Regions from separate parts of the Mus musculus genome. Here region 2 is linked to region 1. A link is a contact called in public Hi-C data. All regions are on one chromosome and are shown on one strand. Each heading gives the region's core, a stretch centred on a gene start, on an enhancer-like site or on the middle of the called end of the contact. The rest is flanking DNA. Distances are from core to core; before and after follow the strand shown. Region 1 has its middle 3.6 kb from the start of Gm32759. Region 2 overlaps Trpc7 (transient receptor potential cation channel, subfamily C, member 7).

Region 1 (6,447 bases), core at 2,728-5,227:
GAAAGGAGAGAGAGACAGACAGACAGACAGGGGACAGGCTTAGGGCTAGCTGCTCTCAGCTTCTGCTCTGCATTCCCACCTTGGTTGGCTGTCTATCTTCATTTTATGGTATGGACTTGGGGTGTAAACATTATGTCCAGTTATCTCAACCAAACTACATCCTGACAATCACGGGCAAGGTAGACTGGGAATCATGTAGAAAAATGCATGCTGAAGGAACGAACAGGCAGGGGACAGCAGGCAGCTCTGTGTAAGGGGGCAAGGCCTGGAGTTCTCCTTGGAACCATTGTATACATTCTATTCTCCTAAGCAGCAGGTAACTGCACTGCAGTGTATCTACAAGTCTGTTGTGGCCAATGAAATGGGAGTGAGTGCAAAGCCAGTGTGTGTGTGTGTGTGTGTGTGTGTGTGTGTGTGTATGTGTGTGTGCATATGTGTGCCTATTAGTGTGTGTGCATGCATGCATGTGTGTGTGCATGTGAAGCCATGCTTGTGTGTGTATGTGTGTGTGCGTGTGTGTGTCTATGAGTGTGTGTGCATGCAGGTATGTGCATGTATGCCCATGCTTGTGTGTGCATGCATGTGTGTGTCTGTGTGTGCATGTGTGTATATGAGTGTGTGTGCATGCATGTGTGTGAGTGTATGTGAGTGTGCATGCATGTGTGTTAGTCCATGCTTGTGTGTGTGGACGTGTGCATATGTGTGTACATGCATGTGTGTGAGTGTATGTGAGTGTATGTGTGTGCATGTATGTGAGGAGCGGGTGTGGCGGCAGTCCCAAAGGCGCCAGGGACTGCAGCTAAGTCGTATGACTTGCACCTGACTTCCTCATATAAGCCACAAACATCTTGAGAATTGCGCAGGTGTACCAGGATACCGGTAAATCCATTTTGATGGAGATATGCCCCTGCTGCCCTGATTAGCTGAAGCTGCGTACCTGGTGAGGTGGCGTGGCCTACTGTGCGTGGATGGGAACTGAGAGTATATAAGAGTGAGAGGCCCGGGTTAGAGGGAAGATTATTATTCAAGAGAGGATTATTATTATTGGGAGATATAAACAAGGGAGATATAAACAAGGGAGATATAGAGAAAGAAGAAACAGGACTGAATAAATGTGTGCAAAAGGATCCTGTTGCAGCATCGTTCTTCCTGGCCAGTTGGGCACGCGCAAGACATGAATGTGTGGATGTGTGTCTGCATGCATGTGTGTGTGTATGCCTGTGTGTGTGTCCATGCTTGTGTGTGTATAGATGTGTGTCTACATGTGTGCAAGTATGTATCTGTGTGTGTGTGTCTGTGTCTGTGTCTGTGTGTATGTGTTAGCTCATTTCCTTGTCTCTGCCATTACAGCTTGCTTGGTGTGAGAGGCTAGCTGCTCCATCACCCTAGACCACTGAGTAAGGGTAAGACAGACGTAGAGCAAAGCTCTACCCAACCCACCATAGACTGGGACATGAATCAGAAGTCGCCTGTGTTTTTTAGAACCCCTGAGATCTGGAGCTGCTACTGTAGCCTGGCATAAATGATACAAAGAGGGACCTCATCACTGAGCCGTACTGCCACCTTCTCTTTTTCCCTCAGAATGCTCATCCTCACCAGGATAGTAAGAGCCAGCCTTCATGAGACGTGAGTGTGCTGTTGCATAACAATATATTTATTATCCTTCAAGTGGGGCTGCCTACTGGCTGCCTGTGAGAAGATGCTCTCTCCCACCCTTGGACTCCAGCCCTCCTCACAAAGAAACTATTTTTGTTGAAGAACACAAAGTGTAATTAGCACATTCGGAGGAAGCTGCCAGGCGGGCACATCTTCACTGACTTGGACAGGCCTTGATGTTCATGTTTCAAAGCCTCCTTCCTACGCACCTGTAGTGTTCCCTCTTGTCTTCTGCATCCACACTCTATCAGTTGTAAGTAGCTTTGTGATTCTTGTTTTCCAAAATTCCCATGGCGTGATGTCTTTCCCTTTCCGATTCCACATCTCAAAAGCCAGTTAGCCTTTCTCCTTCCAAAACTCCAAAACTCTCCATCTCTGTGTCAATGTTTTCTCAATTTGCAGCCACAGTTTGGCTTCCCTCCCCTTATAGGGGGCCCCTTCTCTGGGTCACTTTCCCCTCTTTGTCTCATTTTAGGGTTCTGGGGTGGTAACTCCTCCCCTGGGGTCACATACAAGTCTCTGTTTGAACTAGGATACTATTCACTACTGCTGCACAGGGCCTTGTGGGGGAGAATGGGCAGGGTATGTGTGTGTGTGTGTGTGTGTGTGTGTGCATTTGGCTTGTCACAATCACCATACACAATGGTCCACACTGATCTGGAGACAACACAAGTCACAATCTAGAGAGATAGTAGCTACAGGTGGGATCCAGAGATGGCACCCTAGGGAGAGACTGCCCTCAGGCAGAGCCTGATTGGGGTTATGGGAAAATATGGAAATGAGGTTATGCCCATTGGGGTTACGGGAAATATACACATGAGCATGCCATGATGCCAAATGCTGTTAGTGTGAAGAAAGATAAAAGACACAGGGAGCTGACATTCTAATCCGAGCTGGCCTTCAAGGAGCATGGCACATGCACCAAGCAGTGTGAGTCTGCTCTGGTGAATCAGCCCCTGCTGCTGTTTGCTGCCTACAGGGTGATACTAGTCTCCTACCCAGCATACTATGTGATGAGGAAGCAGAGGCTCAGAGAGCTTAGGTAGTCAGCCTGGGGTAGCACAGCAATTAAGAAAAGAGCCTGGACAGGACCCAGGCAGCTTCAGTGCCTCTCCTTATACCCAATATATGACGTCATGCCTTGTTCTGGCCAAATGGCTGTCCCTGGCTTGTGCCAGCGCTTGAAATGATTCCCTGTGAGGGGGCCACCAGACCCAGATTCCTTCTACCCCACCTATCCGGGACTTGCTTCCCACTGTGTTTGACTACAGGGTTTCTTCTCACAATGAGAACTGCAAGACCCCACTTGAACTCTTTTGCTGCTGGCCCTGAGAGCCTGGGGAAGAGCCCACAGATCCCAGCAGGGGCTTGCTGGAACCAGGGGGGAGGGAAGGGGAGGGGAGGGGAGGGAAGGGGAGGGGAGGGGAGGGGAGGGGAGGGGAGCCAGAGTTTATAGCCCAGGCTGCAGGCATCCTGCCTGGTTGGATGGTCTTGCCTTCCTGAGTAGGGGGTGGGAACTGAATTATGATTGCATCAACTCCCTTGGCGCTCTGGAAACTATAGCTTCCCTCAGCCCTTCCTCCCTTCCTCTGTGGCTCTTCTCTGTCTGTAAAATAAAAAGCAGATCCCTGGCTGACCCTGGAGGCTGCGAGCAAGCAGGGAGGACACTGGAGGTGTGCGGAGCAAGAGTGGTCCCGGCCATCTGTTTCTCATTGACTTCAATGGGGTGTGTTGCTCAGACAATGGAGTAGTGTGCTGACTGCTCAGGCACAGCCCAGCCCCGTGACCCTGCAGCCTGCTGGCAGCAGGCAGGGAGAGGCCCTCCTCCACTGCGCAGCTGGCCAGGGGCTGGGGAGCTGCTTCCTAGAGTGTGGGGGTGGTTCCCCCTCACCATCATCAGTTCTTCTTCCTAGAAAGATGGGCTTCAGCTGTTTTCCTGAGACTCCTGGTAACCTCCCTAAGTGTAATTTATGGACAGTGAAAAAAAAACCAGGAGTGACGAGACCCTCCCTTGCCCCTCCCCCACTCCCTGCCCCCACCCCCCAGCCCTACCCTACCATGCCCCCATTCCCTGCCCCACCCCCACAACCCTTCCCCCACGCCCCCACTCCCTGCCCCCCTACCCCCTCCACATCCCTCCCCCATCCCCCACCCTCTCTACAACCCTCCCCCCACCCCACCCCAGAGTTTTAGTGTGAGCTCTGCCAGTCTTTTATAGCCTTCCTTTGAAAACATAATAATGAGCTGATGCACAATTCTGAGTCAGGGAGTCCACTCAGTGGGGCTTGCAGATGACCTCAGGCTGAGTGTTCAGTATGACAAAGTAAATGCTTTTGTTTGAAGCCTTTTCATACATTAAGATGTCTCTGTTGGGAGAGCCAGAGGGACCAGGACAGGGGCAGCTGAGTGATTCCAGGTCAACAGCTAGCTCCTGCTCTGTCCACGGTACAAACTGTGAGGGGATCACTGTATGTTCCTGCCCTGGTTTGACAGCCCAGTCACCAGTCCACTGCCACGCTCAGAGCTGCACGGGCCCTGTGCCTAGTCTTACTTGAAGCTATTTAGCAAATCACCTGATTTCTGATTGTTCCCAATTTTGCCATGAGAATCCTGAGATTCATTCAGTGCAGACATCCTGAAGTCCACCTTCCATGATGTGCTGATAGTGGAATTTCTGAGCGGTGGGCATGTGCACTAGAAAGAGTAGCACACTGCCTTCTAGAATGACTGCCCTCCGTGCACCACTGGGCACTGGAACCCTTTGGCCACCTTTGAGTGCTTCAAGAGAGAATTTGTTCATACACTCATTGTCAATTTTCTTATCCTTCTTTAAATTCGAGGTTCTAGCTAGGTGACTCTTCCATAATTCATATAAAACTGGTTTCTAATAAGGCCATTGCTCCCATGCTCCTATTTTGCAACAGTGCATCTCAGTTTGCAGTTTGTCCTTTGTCTTTGTTTGGTTTTTGTATTTTGTGAGATTCGGTCAGTAGGAAGCAGGCACAGTGGTGTGAACCTCTGGAGGCAGAGACGGAAAGAATGTTTGAACCTAGAATGTGAACCGAGGAAAGATGTGCAGATCTCACTCATCTCAACTCACAGCCCTTAGCTGGCCCCTCGCCCTTTTCATTATACTTTCTTCTCTCACGCTCTCATTTTCGTGACTTTCTTTCCATCTCCATCTTGATATTAAGCAAACATTAGTATAGAGTGTAGATGTTACACTCAAAGACAAAACCATTATCTAAGTATAACTCAAATATTATTTATGTTCAGTTTTGGTCTAAGTTTTCAAACTTAAAGAAAACCCTAACTACTACTTATGCAATTAATGGAAAGCACAGGCATAAAGACAGAAGTGTCTAATTCTCCTCACAGTTATCAGAGTTCCCATCTTACAACTTTAAGCATTTTCAGCAGAAGCAGAAACTGGCCCAGTACCTGATGTGTGAAGTCAAGGTATAAGCTACACGCTATAACAGACCGTAGAATCATGGCCACACCTTATCCTGCCGGCCTCGGCCCCATAATCCCTGATGCCTTCTCTGTTCTGCCTCACAGGAAGGACGAGAACCTGAGAGGTAAGTAAAATCGGGACTAGATTCTGCCTTGTGGGACCTTTAGGCACGACATGATGTTATCTGTGTTTATACTGATGGACATCCACAAAGCAGAAAGGAGTGTGCACCCATGAGTAGCCTTTGAGCTGCTGGGAATACAGGGGCTGCAGGACTGTCCAGCCCTGCCTTTCCTGGGTCCTCTCTTCCCTCCTTCTGATCTTGTTCAGAAACACACACACATGTACACACTCATGTGCACACGCATGTACATGCACAAATGCACACAACACATACATATATACCCACATACACACCACACACACATGCACACCACACAGATATACACATATACCACACACATGCATACCCACATATATATGTGTGTATACACAGACCACACATACATACCTCCACACACACCACACCTCCACACACAGACACACACGCACATACCCACATGCACATCACACACACATAGACACACACACACAAACATACACACACATGTACACAGGCTTATTAAATTCAACCAGCAAACCAGCAACTAGAAGTCAGAAAAACTGTTCCTTTTAGACTATGTAGGCCACAGCATCTGTGGTCACAGAGCAAGGACAGGAGCAAGGGAGAAATCAGGGGCGAACAGGAAGTAGCAGGATAAAGAAAAACAAAGAACATTGCAGGTCTCCTACCCAGAGGGAGTGCTTGTGTGCAGTTCCTCGAGGACATTTTGGCCTGCCTCTCTTGCTTGCGACTGGATCACACCACTGTTGCTTTTTAAAGCACAGTTAACCAGGATGTACTTGGAAGTCCCAAACAAAAGCCCTTCTAAAGGGCTAAAGATGCAGCTTCACGAGGGGGGGGGGGTGCTTGTCTAACTGCATGAGGCCCTGGGTTCCATCCCAGCCTCCAGTATAAGCAAGCAGAAAGCCCTGGAAAGACCAGCATAATGGCAGATAATAATTGTACCCAAAATTGGTTACTTGAGTTTCTTGAAAGTCAGATGATCTTGGTTTTTACATTATATTCCCGGCTCTTCTTTGGCAGTTAAAATTAGGACTGTGGTGCTTGTTTCATTTCCTTGAGACAAACTCTCAGTATGTAGCCTTGGCTGTCCTGGACCCTGCTGGGTCCATCAGATTGGCCTCCAACTCATAGAGGTTCACCTAATTCTGCCTTCCAAATATGGGTAAAAGGTGTGTACAACCCTCAATCACTTTTTTAAATTGCCATA
Region 2 (6,447 bases), core at 2,852-5,351, 190 kb after region 1:
TAATGAATGGTGCCAGTCTCCATTCCAGTTTTAATTATGCATCAGGGCTTGTTTGCCTTTCTCTCTCTGAGGAGCAGATCTGAAGCTTAGGACTTTTAGGAAAAGGGGTGTCACACAGTTTGAAAACAGGGCTGCCAAGCGCCTCTGGCAGAAGCAGTTGGGGAAGAGAATGCTGAGTCTCCCAAGTGTTTATCAGCCGTCTGAGGAAGATAAGTGGGGGATCTGAGAGGAAATCTTGCGGAAACATTGGTAATTTGTCCTCTCTGGTCAGATTATTTGCTCTTCCAACCAAGCATGTACTCCTGTCTTCAGAGTCCAGGCTGGAACAGGGGACTAACTGCTGGGTCCTAGCTGGAGACAGGAAAGCCCTGCTCCACTCATTCATTCATCTTGTGCAGGCTTGGGAGCTGGGAGGACCGCAGGAAAAGGGGGAAGGCATTCGCTCTAGGGACCAGCACACAGCCTCAAAGGCACCTGTAGATTTGACAGTCCTGGTTTTTCTTTTTATTTATTTTATGTGGGTGTTTTGCCTGCATGTATATTGGTATACCATGAGCATGCAATGCCCACAGAGGCCAGAAGAGGGCGCTGGATCCCTTGGACTAGAGTTATAGAAGGTTGTGAGCTACCATGTGGGTGCTGGGAATTGAATGTAGGTCCTATGGAAGGGTTGCCACTGAGCCATCTCTCCAGCCCTGGAGGTTCTTTGAAATACACCTACAATCCCTCCAGTGACCCAAGACTAAAGACAGGAGTCTAAGCCGGGAGGTGGTGGCGCACACCTTTAATCCCAGCACTTGGGAGGCAGAGGCAGAGGCAGAGGCAGAGGCAGAGGCAGAGGCAGAGGCAGAGGCAGAGGGGCAGAGGGGCAGAGGGGCAGAGGGGCAGAGAGAGGGGCAGAGAGAGGGGCAGAGAGAGGGGCAGAGAGAGGGGCAGAGAGAGGGGCAGAGAGAGAGGCAGAGAGAGAGGCAGAGAGAGAGGCAGAGAGAGAGGCAGAGAGAGAGGCAGAGAGAGAGAGGCAGAGAGAGAGGCAGAGAGAGAGGCAGAGAGAGAGGCAGAGAGGCAGGCGGATTTCTGAGTTTGAGGTCAGCCTGGTCTACAAAGTGAGTTCCAGGACAGCCAGGGCTATACAGAGAAACCCTGTCTTGAAAAACCGAAAACAAACAAACAAACAAACAAGACAACAACAACAAAACCCCCAAAAACCAAAAAAACCAAACACAGGAACCTATTTTGTAAAGTGCCTTGTTCATGTACCCAAGGTGCCCACCGGCCACAGAGTTTGCATCTTGTTCAAGCCCTGGGTTTTGTGGTACAGGTAGGGCTAAGAAGACCCAGGAAGGGAATATTCATGGTCACATCTTCTCTAGCTGCCTAGCTCAGCATCCAGGGGCCCAGCAAATGTTGATTTCCTCTGCTGTTTGAAATGGGGCAGATGTGGCCAAACAGCCAGCATTAGCAGCATGCAGGGATTCACCATCTGAGAATCACAGACACAGGCACTCTTGGGTCTGTTACCACGTCACCCCACCTTCTTGCAGCAGAGTTAAGCTAACAGACTTTTGCAGTTGGATATCTTGAAATGCAAGTCTGATCTCTCTGCATAGATGCATGCGTGTGCACTCCCGGACTCAGAGGGGGATGCATGCAAATGCATCGTGAGTTGAAACTACTCTAAGACAGAATGCATTTATTACACCTACTTTTCAGAACTGCAGTATGGGCTAACCTGTGCTCAGCTGTTTAATAGGAGATACAGTAGGCCAAAGATAGCCAACAGGATAGCCCACTGGGAACCTGTATCCAAAAGTCCTAGCCACCAAGTCCCCTGTAGAGTGTTGCCTGTTGGTATGTATGATCACATGGCTGCCTAAAACAGCTGCCACCTAGCTTGAGATGCTGCCATACTGTGTGTTAATGCCCAGCCGAGTCCAAATGAACGAATATGGTTCCCGTGAATGCAGAGCTTTGACGCTTTTATAAAGCATGGATGGAAATCATCCATCACATGGGTTACCATCTGTCTGTCTGTCTGTCTGTCTGTCTATCTATCTATCTATCTATCTATGTGCACACACACATATGTGTGGGGATATATGTATGCATATGCACTCACTCTTTTTCTCTTTCTCTTCCAGGGTATCTTCCAGGTATTTGAATTTGGAACTCTGACCTCCTTCCAGGGTCACCATGAAGACTTGGAAAACTGACTTGTGGGAAATCCTGAGCACAGCACACAGTAGGTCCTCAGTCACAAGCTGATCCACAGCACACAGTAGGTCACAAGCTGATCTGTACCACCAGCTGTTTCCTCATGACCAGGGAGTCCCCTTCAATCCCAGGGCATCCTCTCTGACCCGCGGTGAGGCACACTGTTTGGGGCTGGGTGCCATCTGGTGGTAGCTCTTCCCACTCTCCGGTGTGAGGCTCCATCCTGGGCACCCACTCTTGCCTTCCCCACTTCCAGCAGTGCATCCTTCACTTCCTGTCTGACCTCAGAGATGCTGGGGTTAGGGCTGGAACAGCAAGTGAGGCTTGGCAGTGAAGGTAGAGGCTGTGAAGTTCTCAGGAACCATGGCTGTGGTTTGGTCCTGTCCTCCCAGACAGCCCTGACCCAGATGATTCCAAAGCCAGCCCCCCCCACCACCACCACCGCCCCAGTCAGACATGGCCCAGTAGCACATCCACACAGACCCCCAGGCTCTTATGAGGTAATTTTATTTCTTCTCATTTTAGGTAAAAATAGTAAATACAAGATAATAAAGGTAAAAATACATTATTTGGATTTTGTTGTTCTCTAAACAATGACAACTTTTCTCTACAGTACAATTTTTGATTTAGTGTTTTTTAAACTTTTTTTTTTATATAAACAAATAGAACTATTTAACTATTAGGCTATCTGGGTTCTCATCTGGCACTTAAGAGTAGGTCACAGGTCACCTCCCGGTTCTGGTTGTGTGTGTGTGTGTGTGTGTGTGTGTGTGTGTGTGTCGGGGAGGAATAAGAAGGGACTCAGGGGCAGAGAGCTGACTTCCCAGGACACAGCTGTCGTCCTGAGTCAAGTGGGCGGACACACATGTGCATCCAAGATGGCCGTTTCCTGCTTTGGCCACGGAGGCTGGACAGGAGGGTCTCGTGTATCTGATGGCACTTTTTCCCTCCTTGGGGTAGCTTGTCCCTCCCACGGGCTTAGTTTCACAATCCTGGATCCAGGCGGTTCCTGGGCTATAGATATCAGTCATGTGCCCAGGACAGAGCCAGTGGTTCCTCCTCCTCAGAGGGGCTGAGACTGGGACACCTGGCCCGGCTTTGGAATGCTGTTAGACGTCAGTCACACCTGCCAAGCGGGCAGTCAGGCCCTAAATGTCCTTGCCCTGGTTCACCCGCAGGTGGTCTTTGTTCAGATTCTTCCCAAACTTCTCGCTGAGCTGCTGGATCAGGTCTGCCAGCTCTCCTGTAGCCTGAGACTTCTCCTCCAGGAGCTCATAGCGAAGGCTTGAGATGTCTTGTTTGATCTCCTTGAGTTCACCTGCAAAGACAGGAGGGCTTACTGGGTGTATGTGTGTGTGTGTGTGTGTGTGTGTGTGTGTGTGTGTGTGTGTGACAGGAAGGAGGTTCTGTGCTTCGGGTGCAGGTCCAGCCCTGGGGAGGCTGAGTGGAGGGGTGGGGGGAGGGTGTTGGGAATCTCAGAGATCCCTGCACCCACAGATCTCCGGGGAGAAGCGCCTGTTTCCCCGTGCACAATTACAGGCCCTCCCCCCATTCCTGGAAAGCTTCTCCCTTCACAGCTCCGAGAGGTGGAATTTAGGGCTGTGAATTTTCAGGCACCTGTTTCACACACCCATGGCTCCAACGTTGGCCTCAGAGCCAGCACACGTAGGGGTCAAGCAAGATGCTCATTAGCTGGGGCAGCCATTTCATGGGGCTCTGCTTGGTCCTGTCTATATGTGCCAAGGGAAGAAACCCCAAGCACCAGAGAGCAAGGCTCTGCACATGGTTGCAGCCTCAGAGCTGGCGACCACGGCTTCCCTTAGTTCTTAGAAGCAGCCTGACTTCCCTAATGCGAGCCTCCCTGATGCCTGCAGCTGCCTCCTCCCCTAATAGGGTACCACCAGTCACTTTCATTTTCTGTTTCCATAGTGACCTGCGCGGTTAGAAGCCTGATAGGTCTGGGCCTGTGGGAATCTCTTTATTAAGCACAAAGGGGAGTAGAAAGGTTCTTTTCTCACATGTTAGACACCAGACATAATTCTGGCAGGGGTCCACTGCTTGTGGGGTATACTATTCCTATCTCATATGCAGCGTGCTTAAATATATAAAGTACAGAGGTCTCATATACATGATTATACCCCCTATTTTTATTAGGGTACTTCACTAAGCCCCAGACTCATATCAATTAAGTTAAAATGACATCTGGGTACCCACCCCCAAAGTGAATATTAGTTATCATGTCCATCACAGCCCCACACTACTTAAGGCTGATGCAGCAAGCACCCTGTGATTTAATAATTGGGACCCACAAGGAGCGGCAGGGCCACTGCCCAGCCTCTTGGACCTGTGTGCTCGGCAGCTAGACTGGACATTGCCATTTTTGTAGGCTGTATGCTAGGTTCCCCAAGATAGGAAGTCAAGGGTCACTCAGTGGCCAAGCTCTTTTGGTAGCTCTGTGGCCCACGTGAGGGGAGACAGGGTACCTCCAGTCATAGGCAAGAGTTTTTCAAATATTTATCCTAGGTGTTGCATGATTAATGACCCGGTATAGGGCATCTGCTTCTTCCTTACGCATACTTGCTTAAATTAGACTGAGAACTAACTCATTTGGTGAGACTGATGTAGACAGGAACTCCAGTGTGCACAGGAAGTGCCAGGTGCTGTTGTCTAAAGTGTTGGCCATAGGCCTTGCCACAGATGTGGGGAGGCATTAGGCTGGGACCTGCACCTTCACCAGCTGCCACTGAAGAGGGCACACTTCAGAGTTCCTCAGAGAAACTGCTATCGCCATAGTCTCAGATCTCGGAACAGAGACACAATGCGCAGCTGGGTCTGAGCCCGTGGTAGGTTCTGAAAACGAGGCACGGGCTGACCCTTTTGTATGTGTGCCCACGGAAGAAAGGGTGAATGGTGGGATTCTAGGCTATCCTGAGTTCAAAGGGCTGGAAGCCAACTGAGGATGATGGTCACTAATAATGCCTAATAATGTCCCATACCTCCATGATGTCCACAATGTCATCATTAGTGGCTGGCCTCTCAGGATAAGTTATATCACACAGCAAACAGAAACTAAGGTGACATGTTATGGTTACATGTGGAGGCAGGTGCTAATCGTCTGGGTTGGGAGGGGATCCTGGACCACCCAGGAGCCAATCTAATCATGTGCCTTCCTTACAAGAGGAGGCGGTAGAAGGGTGGGGTAGAGATGATGGATGCTGGGTGGGAGAGGGAGTGATGAGAGGGGTGTAGTTGCTGAGGGGCGGGTCTAGTGCAGAGACAACAGGGTAGCTTGGAATTTGGGCTCAGGGTGGACCTCAGTGAGGAAGTGAAGACCTTGGTCCCCCCAGCTCATGGGAATGCATCTGCTTGCACTAAAGAGCCAGGTATTCTCCATAAAGAACACAGAACCCAGACAATCCCAGCCTCCACCTGAGAGACCCATGCTTGACCCCTGGCCTGTAAAACTTAGAGTGAAATCACTTTGGGGCCTCTCTCCCGTACCTTCATTGACTTCATCGTTCTCTCTGTCCACCTGGGCCTTCAGCACGTATCTCTTTATGAGCCGCTTCATGATCTTCTGAAATGAGAAACAGGGCAGCGCTCAGAGGTGGTGAGGCCAGCAGGGTCTGATCCTCTCACCCAGCCCAGGCCTCAGCACTGGATGCTAGCAGGCTGGTGTGGTCCCAGGGTGCTCTGCCCAGCGGAGAGACCTGGGCAGAGCTCTGCATAGCCTCCCCACCTCCCCACCTCCCCACCTCCCCACCTCCCAGGAGGTGAGAACAGGACACTTCCCGCTGACAGGAAGTCAAGCCGAGGAGAATGGGAAGGAGAACCATCTTAGAGTTATGGCTCTGCTTGAGGCCCTGGGCCCAGTGTTGCTCTGGCCAGACAGGGAATTCTGGGAAGTCTTATCAGGTCAGCCAGGCAAATGCAGCCCTCGGGTGAGACAGAACACCTGCTGTTCACGAGAGCAGCCCAGGCCAGGCTAGAGGGTTGCCGGCCTCAGCCATACTGTCAGCTTCTGGGCCTTGATGGAGAGACTGCTTCCCCAGATGTTGCACGGGCCTGACCGTGCATCCCCAGTTATGGAGGAGCAAGGGCTTGGGGTCCCTAGCTTCCAGATAACTCACTGAACAAAGTTTGAACTACATGTAAGGGACACCAAGAATAGAGCCATGCGTCAGGAAGCCCGGTGGAGCCGAGCTCTGGATATTGTCAGCTAGTTGTTCCAGGGTT

Evidence for each region. Hi-C and Micro-C count contacts between places; a contact is called where the count stands out from the background.
Region 2: a contact with region 1 is called in a Hi-C map of the N1E-115 cell line, with 2.7 times the contacts expected there. The contact joins two enhancer-like sites. A contact is called at or near these places in 1 of 484 Hi-C or Micro-C datasets (the N1E-115 cell line), 2 of 115 datasets of contacts at active chromatin or transcription factors (pancreatic cancer cells and stem cell-derived neural progenitor cells) and 1 of 9 other capture datasets (embryonic stem cells).

What each region holds. Positions count from the first base shown.
Region 1 is chr13:56,578,889-56,585,335 of GRCm38.p6, forward strand. No RefSeq gene overlaps it. Among named protein-coding and RNA genes, the nearest start is that of Gm32759, 3.6 kb to the right of the region's middle. Within about 2 kb of position 3,978, at least 155 of the 459 cell types and tissues checked have an H3K27ac peak or open chromatin away from gene starts, as enhancers often do. A contact at or near this core is called in the N1E-115 cell line, where this site is marked.
Region 2 is chr13:56,770,405-56,776,851 of GRCm38.p6, forward strand. It overlaps Trpc7 (transient receptor potential cation channel, subfamily C, member 7), which reads right to left. Exons shown (of 12, transcript NM_012035.3): 11 at 5,713-5,788; 12 at 2,694-3,529. The coding sequence ends at 3,360. Among named protein-coding and RNA genes, the nearest start is that of Gm52066, 7.9 kb to the left of the region's middle. Within about 2 kb of position 4,102, at least 51 of the 459 cell types and tissues checked have an H3K27ac peak or open chromatin away from gene starts, as enhancers often do. A contact at or near this core is called in the N1E-115 cell line, where this site is marked.